2 separate regions of the Sus scrofa genome follow, and region 1 is linked to region 2. The links are chromatin contacts, called in public Hi-C maps. All regions are on one chromosome and are shown on one strand. The core of a region is the stretch at or near the end of the contact, and the rest is flanking DNA. Distances in the headings are between cores, read along the strand shown. Region 1 has its middle 130 kb from the start of ETAA1. Region 2 has its middle 230 kb from the start of ETAA1.

The links. Hi-C and Micro-C count contacts between places; a contact is called where the count stands out from the background.
Region 1: a Hi-C map of embryonic fibroblasts shows a contact between it and region 2, with 3 times the contacts expected there. The contact joins two enhancer-like sites. A contact is called at or near these places in 1 of 47 Hi-C or Micro-C datasets (embryonic fibroblasts) and 1 of 2 datasets of contacts at active chromatin or transcription factors (skeletal muscle).

The regions. Positions count from the first base shown.
Region 1 is chr3:74,862,438-74,865,471 of Sscrofa11.1, forward strand. No RefSeq gene overlaps it. Among named protein-coding and RNA genes, the nearest start is that of ETAA1, 130 kb to the left of the region's middle. Within about 2 kb of position 1,479, at least 9 of the 83 cell types and tissues checked have an H3K27ac peak or open chromatin away from gene starts, as enhancers often do. A contact at or near this core is called in embryonic fibroblasts and skeletal muscle, where this site is marked.
Region 2 is chr3:74,509,386-74,512,350 of Sscrofa11.1, forward strand. No RefSeq gene overlaps it. Among named protein-coding and RNA genes, the nearest start is that of ETAA1, 230 kb to the right of the region's middle. Within about 2 kb of position 1,251, at least 26 of the 83 cell types and tissues checked have an H3K27ac peak or open chromatin away from gene starts, as enhancers often do. A contact at or near this core is called in embryonic fibroblasts and skeletal muscle, where this site is marked.

The DNA.
Region 1 (3,034 bases), core at 229-2,728, 350 kb after region 2:
TGGTTGTAACTGAGAGGTAGAAAGGTTAGTTGATTTAATCCATGGCCGTGAATCTGCGGATTTCTTTGACCAGAACCCAGTACTAAACACTACTTTTTAAATGATGTTTTGGAGGTAGAACTTTGGTTTAAGAGTCCGAAGCCTCGGGTTCTAACGACTTAGGCTCTGTCACTTAGGAGGTATCTTTAGGCAACTCACCTCACATCTCTAAACATCAGTTTTCTTACAGCATTAAATGAATCTCCAGCCTTCCTGCCTAATGTCAGTTTCTGAGGATCAATTTCCATGATGTGTATTAAAGCTTAGTCAAAGCTTAGGGTAACCCTATATCCTGATGTCTCCAAACCAGTTGAAATATTTAAATATTTTTATATAGTGAACATAACTCCAAGCCTTTATATTTTTAAATATATTTTAAAAATATACCTTTATATTTTTTAAAAAAAAAACCTTCAAAATAATCATCTAGGAACTTCAGAAGTGCAAAAATCATTCCATCAAATTTTGCTTTCTCTCTATTCTTGACAAAACTTCTGCATCAATACCTGTTCCATGGCACCCATACATGGCCTGAGTGTTTCTCAATGATCAAAAATAAACATGTTTTCTTGGGTTTGGTAAATATATAACACAGTGTCTGTGGAGGCAGAATCTGTACCAAGGGTGTCATCATTTCTTGGGAAAAGAAGATGAAGAAGGGAGTTGAACAAGAATGGAAAAAAGAAGAGGATTCCCCTATGGTGTCTCAGTGGTAATGAACCCAACTAGTAACCAGGAGGATGCAGGTTTGATCCCCAGCCTCACTCAGTGGGTTTAGTATCCTGAGTTGTTGTGGCTGTGGCCTAGGCTGGCAGCTAACTCTGATTCCATCCCTAGCCCGGGAACTTTCATATGCCGCAAGTGTGGCCCTAAAAAGAAAAAAAAAAAAAAAAAAGGAGAGAAAAAAGAACAAGCACCTCATCATCAAATGTGGAGGTCCTGGAAGTAGGACTCATGAAATTTGGCAGTTTTGAATAAAACTCAAAAGCCGGGTATGGCAAATATGAATGCTAAAACCGCACATGCTCTGATGACCTTCTTTTTGTGGGGTGGAAGAGGGGAAATGACTCACCTGCCATAAAGATCCCTAAAGGCCAACAGCACTGGCATGACAGCTCCTGCTTTGTAATATTACACGCAGTTTCCAGTCAGGGAAGTGCCAGGCCAGGCTGAGGAGCAGCATTCCAGTGGGTGGGTCTAATGTCAGGGAGGTGGATTCCATCCCATTTCCAGCTGCACCAAACGCTGATTTTGGCTACAATTCCTGGGCTATAATTTTATAAACAGTCTTTTCTTTCCAGACTTCTAATGTGAATTCAGACCTCAGCACAGATTCCATCTCACATCTTTATTTTGTGTCATCACATTCTAATCCGATGACAAACAGTTGGTCTGAGATTTCAGTGTATTACTATATTAGTGCAATTTATGTCCTGTGTGGAAGTCGATGATGTGTAAAGACTGCATTGTGGACGCGCCTGGATTCTAATCCAGCACCTAAAAGGAGAGTGTTGCTTTAGTCGATCACAATGGCACTTTGTTATGAAATCCAATGGTTAGTTTGCGGTGCTGCCTTATAGTAGATGTTGCCAGCAATATTAATTACATTTCTCTAAATGGCCAATGCGCTGCAATTCACCTTTGAACACTCATCATTACCATTTAGCACCGAATGGTGTCATGTCTGCTTAATATTGTATAAAGAAATATTTTAAAAATTACACTCTATCTTAAACAGGCAAGATATGCAGAATGGAGTGGGTCCAGCCCAGCCAAGTAGACAGTGGCTTGGTTCTCCCTGCTTCGTGAGAGAGGTAGTACTGGCTGGGGAACCCATCAGCCAAGTGCATTCTCATGCCAAGTCTCCTCCAGTTGTTTTATTAAAAGATGTTTCCACAACTGGAAAGCAGTGCGGTCTCCTAGCCCATGCCCAAAGAAGTAGTCCTGAAATAGATGAACTCAAGAAGAATAGCGAGTAAATTCATTTCCATTTTCACAAGCCCGAGTCTGCTCATTGTCAGAGAGGACAAATCATGCAAAGAATAGTGCCAAATTACCCATGGTTTAAGGACAAGGCCAAAGAAAAGACAATTCATCTCTCAAGTTGTTATACTTGGGATGAAGTCTGGATAGAGGTGCTTTGGACCTAGAGCAGGGCATCAAGAAGAGGACTTCATGCCTCCTGAACCAGTCTCACTCCTTTCCTCTTGGCTTGGCATGTCCATGTAAAGAGATGCTCTTCCCTGAGCAGCTTCCTAGTTCCCCTGCCATACTCCATGGGTTTTGTCATGTCTCCCTGTGGCTGCTGGCCTTTTTAATCCTTGCTGAGATAAAGGAGATCAAATTATGTCATGTGGTATTCCCTGAAGCAAATTCTTGGTGAACTCAACTATTTGCATGGTAGTCTCTTGTGGGTTTTAGAGACCATCAGCTATTTTTCAAGCCATGTTCCCTTTGGAGGTGAGTATCTGGGGCAGAGGAGGGACTATTTACTCACTTTGTTGGACTATTTGAAGAAGATTTTAAAAGGAAGAGGAGGGATGATTAGGCTTTTAGTCCGAATTTTTAATAGGCAGATGCTGACTTACTGGGCTATTCCTTTAAGTCAGTGGAATATCATCAGAAGTATGGAATAATAGTTTGTGAAGCAGGAAGAATGGGAAGAGAGAGAAAATCAGTTTTGTAGATCAGCTTTACAAAAGCAACCCTTTGCTGCTCTATGGAAAAGGCATCAAAGAGGGCCAGAGAGAATACAAGTAGGAGGCCACTGAGTGATCCAGAGGGGTGCTGATGGTGGCTTAGCCCATAGGAAGCCCTCTGTGCATCATAGTTGTTGTTGTTACTGCTGTTCCATACAGCTTGCATCAGTAGGAAAGTATAAACTTCTTTTGGATTTGTGTGGCTTCTTTGCTCTTTCAGGAGCAAACATGCCCCTGTGAAAGCACAGACTTGGAAGAGAGAGAAGCAGAGAAGCAGAGTCATATAAAGTCTGCTC
Region 2 (2,965 bases), core at 1-2,500:
CTAGGTTAGATACACACCCAGGGACAGAACTGCTGGGTCTTAGGATTTATATATTTAATACACACCATCAAACAGTTTTCCAAAGTGGTTGTACCAATTAATGCTCTGACTGAAGATGCATGAGAATTTTAATTTTCTCTCATTGGTTTTATCAGCCATTTTAATTTTAGCTGTTCTGGTGGGAGTATGGTGGCTGGGGGTCTCTTTGTGGTTTTTTGTGAAGGAGTGGGAGGGGTTGTTCCTGATGGTGCTTATCCGATTGTGTTGTTGATTATACAGTTTGGTTTTAAAAGTTTGATGTTCAGGCGTCCTCATTTTCATTCCCTTTTTCCAATACCACATTATTATTATTATTATTTTTCCCCTTGCAATACCCTCAAGAGCAGTATAAAAGCCAAGCAGGCTGATATGACCTCATCAGTTCACTGTCTTTCAGGAATGTGAGATTTCATTTCTTATAGGGTGACCCTATCCAAGATATAAAGGAAAATAGAAAACAGGGCTTAGAACTTGAAAGAGAAAATTTGGGTTAGGCTCTGGCTTAATGCAGTTTCCACTCTTGGAGCCAAAAGCCCTTCTAGTCAATGCACAAAGGGCGTTGCTGGAGCGGGGACAGTTGGTTTCATTACATGCTCATTGTACCACTGCATCAGGGTGTCTAGGACTTTGCCCCAACGATGAAATTAAGGGTGTTATGCTTCATTTCCTGTTTTGGAAAACAGTCTTTGGCTTAAAAAAAAAAAAGGCTAATTGCATATTGTTTTTAAAAAATGCTTTGATAATTCATCACATCATAATTAAACTAATTCGAATACTATTATTTTCCAGCAGCTTTAATGACGTCTTCCCCTTGGCAGAGAACCCGTGAGACCCCCAAATATTGCCATTTGTTACAAGATGGAGAAACTCTGATGACAAATGACTCTATTCAGCTGCATTTCGCTTAATAAGATTTATGCATTAATTGAGTTAGACTTTGTTCCCTTGAGTTCGGCAGACTTCTGAAGTTTTCCGATTTTCTACTGTGTCTCTCCTGCTCCCCACCCCCCTCTTCTCCGCGGAGAATTCTCGGCGTCTGAGTTAGAATAGGTGGAAACATTCTCCGCTTCCAGCGGAGGCTCCCCAGCTTGGTTGGAATGCTTGTCTGGTTGTAATAGAGCCTGCTTTTCGGCCAGCAACTCTTAAAATAGCTCCCTGGCTTATGAAGCAGAAAATAGAAGTTTGGGCAGACCCGTGTTGCCTTTCAGGATGTTTCTGACTGCTTGCTTTGGGGGGCACTGTTGCTCCAGCTTGAGAACCTCAGCGTGGCCCCCGTGAGTGATAGCTCTCCATTGCACAATTTTGTATCTACAGTCCTTGTCAAGTAATCATTACGAATGTTTCGTGAGGAAGGAGTTGGCTCGGAGCAGAGGTCTGGCCTCTCTCTCGGCAGAAGTGAGGGGCTGAAGGGAGGGCATTGGTCTGCCCGCGCCCCGTGGTAAAATTTTCCCCTTTGACAGTGTAATTAAGTGCTAATTAACCAAATGAGTGTAAATGTTGAAGGCTGAGATAAATATCTACATGTCCTTAATCTATTTTTCCCTTCGAAAATTTGATAAAGGAAATTTGGATTTAATGGGGGATATATGTCAAATTTTTTTTCTTTCTTTCTCTCTCTTTTTTTTTTTTTTTTTTTTTTTTAAGGTTGCAAATCTGTTTAGAGGGAACTCAGATCTACTGGTTTGGATTTCTCCAGGAAAAGTTCCCAAGGTATCAAGAGAGAAGCGGGACCATAAAATGCGGATACACTATTGCAATAATTATGTTAAGAAGGCTTAGTGGAGCTACCTTTTGGAAACATCTGGTTTGTTTCTTCTCTTTCCACATCCTGCAGATGCTGCGGAGGCCATGAAACATACCAACATTAGCTCACCAAGTCTTTCTGCTGAAGAAAGCAGAGAGTAGCCTCTTAACTTTTGAAAAAATCTAGTTAGGAAAGAATTCTGCTTTCAGAGCAGGCAGAGATTAGGCCAATAATTGAGAGGGGCCCAGGGCCTTCTAAAAGTGTCAATAGTGATCTGTTTTTGCCAAAGGGAGGCTTTGTGGAGGGGCGGCCAGAGTAATAAATGGGAATCTTTGTAATTCAAGTACGTTCTCATTACCTTCCTTGGTTAGTGATTAAAAATGGGGCTGAGGAAGGGCTGGGGAATCCACTCCCTCTGCCAGCCCGCCTTGGAGCGAAAGGTTCTTAAGCCCATGCCACTTGGCTTCTCCTCCTGGCCTCTGGAGTTCCATGTGAAACTCAGTGGCAGGTAGACTGCTCGAGTGGCCAAGGCAGGCGCCCTGGGAAGGGGGATGCATAATTGAGGGACCATCTGTGGCATGGGGCTGATGACAGCTGCGTGATGTCCTGACACTGCTGTGTCAACACCCTGGGCAGGCAGGAAAAGACAGGGGCAGGCACATGTATGCTGAGCCTCTGGGAGAACAGACGCAGGCATCCCTGAGGGGGAGGGCCTGGGGAGTTTTGAGTTTATTAAATAGGAGTTGGTTGCCTATGAGATTAACACCCTGAAATAAATGCAAAGTTAAGAAATATTTTGGCCTCCAGCCCACTTGGCAGGAGGATTAGGAACCTGGAATGGTCAGAAGGACAAAGCCTTAAAGGGCCAATGTCACATTTTGTTTCTGGCCAGCTGTGATCTCTAAATTTCCCTATCATTTACATCACTCTTTTGGGTTACGGCATCACGTGATGTGTTCAGAAGACCCACCCACCCCATTAAAATGTGTAACAGATGTTTTTCCAGCCACCAGCCTGGCAGACAAGAAGGATGCATTCATCTAAACCCATCTATGAGAACCTAGTATTTCTCAGGTTCGACTCTGAATTGTTGAACTCCAGGTACTGACATCCAGTCCTATTTGCCCTGTTTCCACTGGGGCAAAAAGGAGAAATCTCTGGGATGGCTCAGAAAAGAATCTT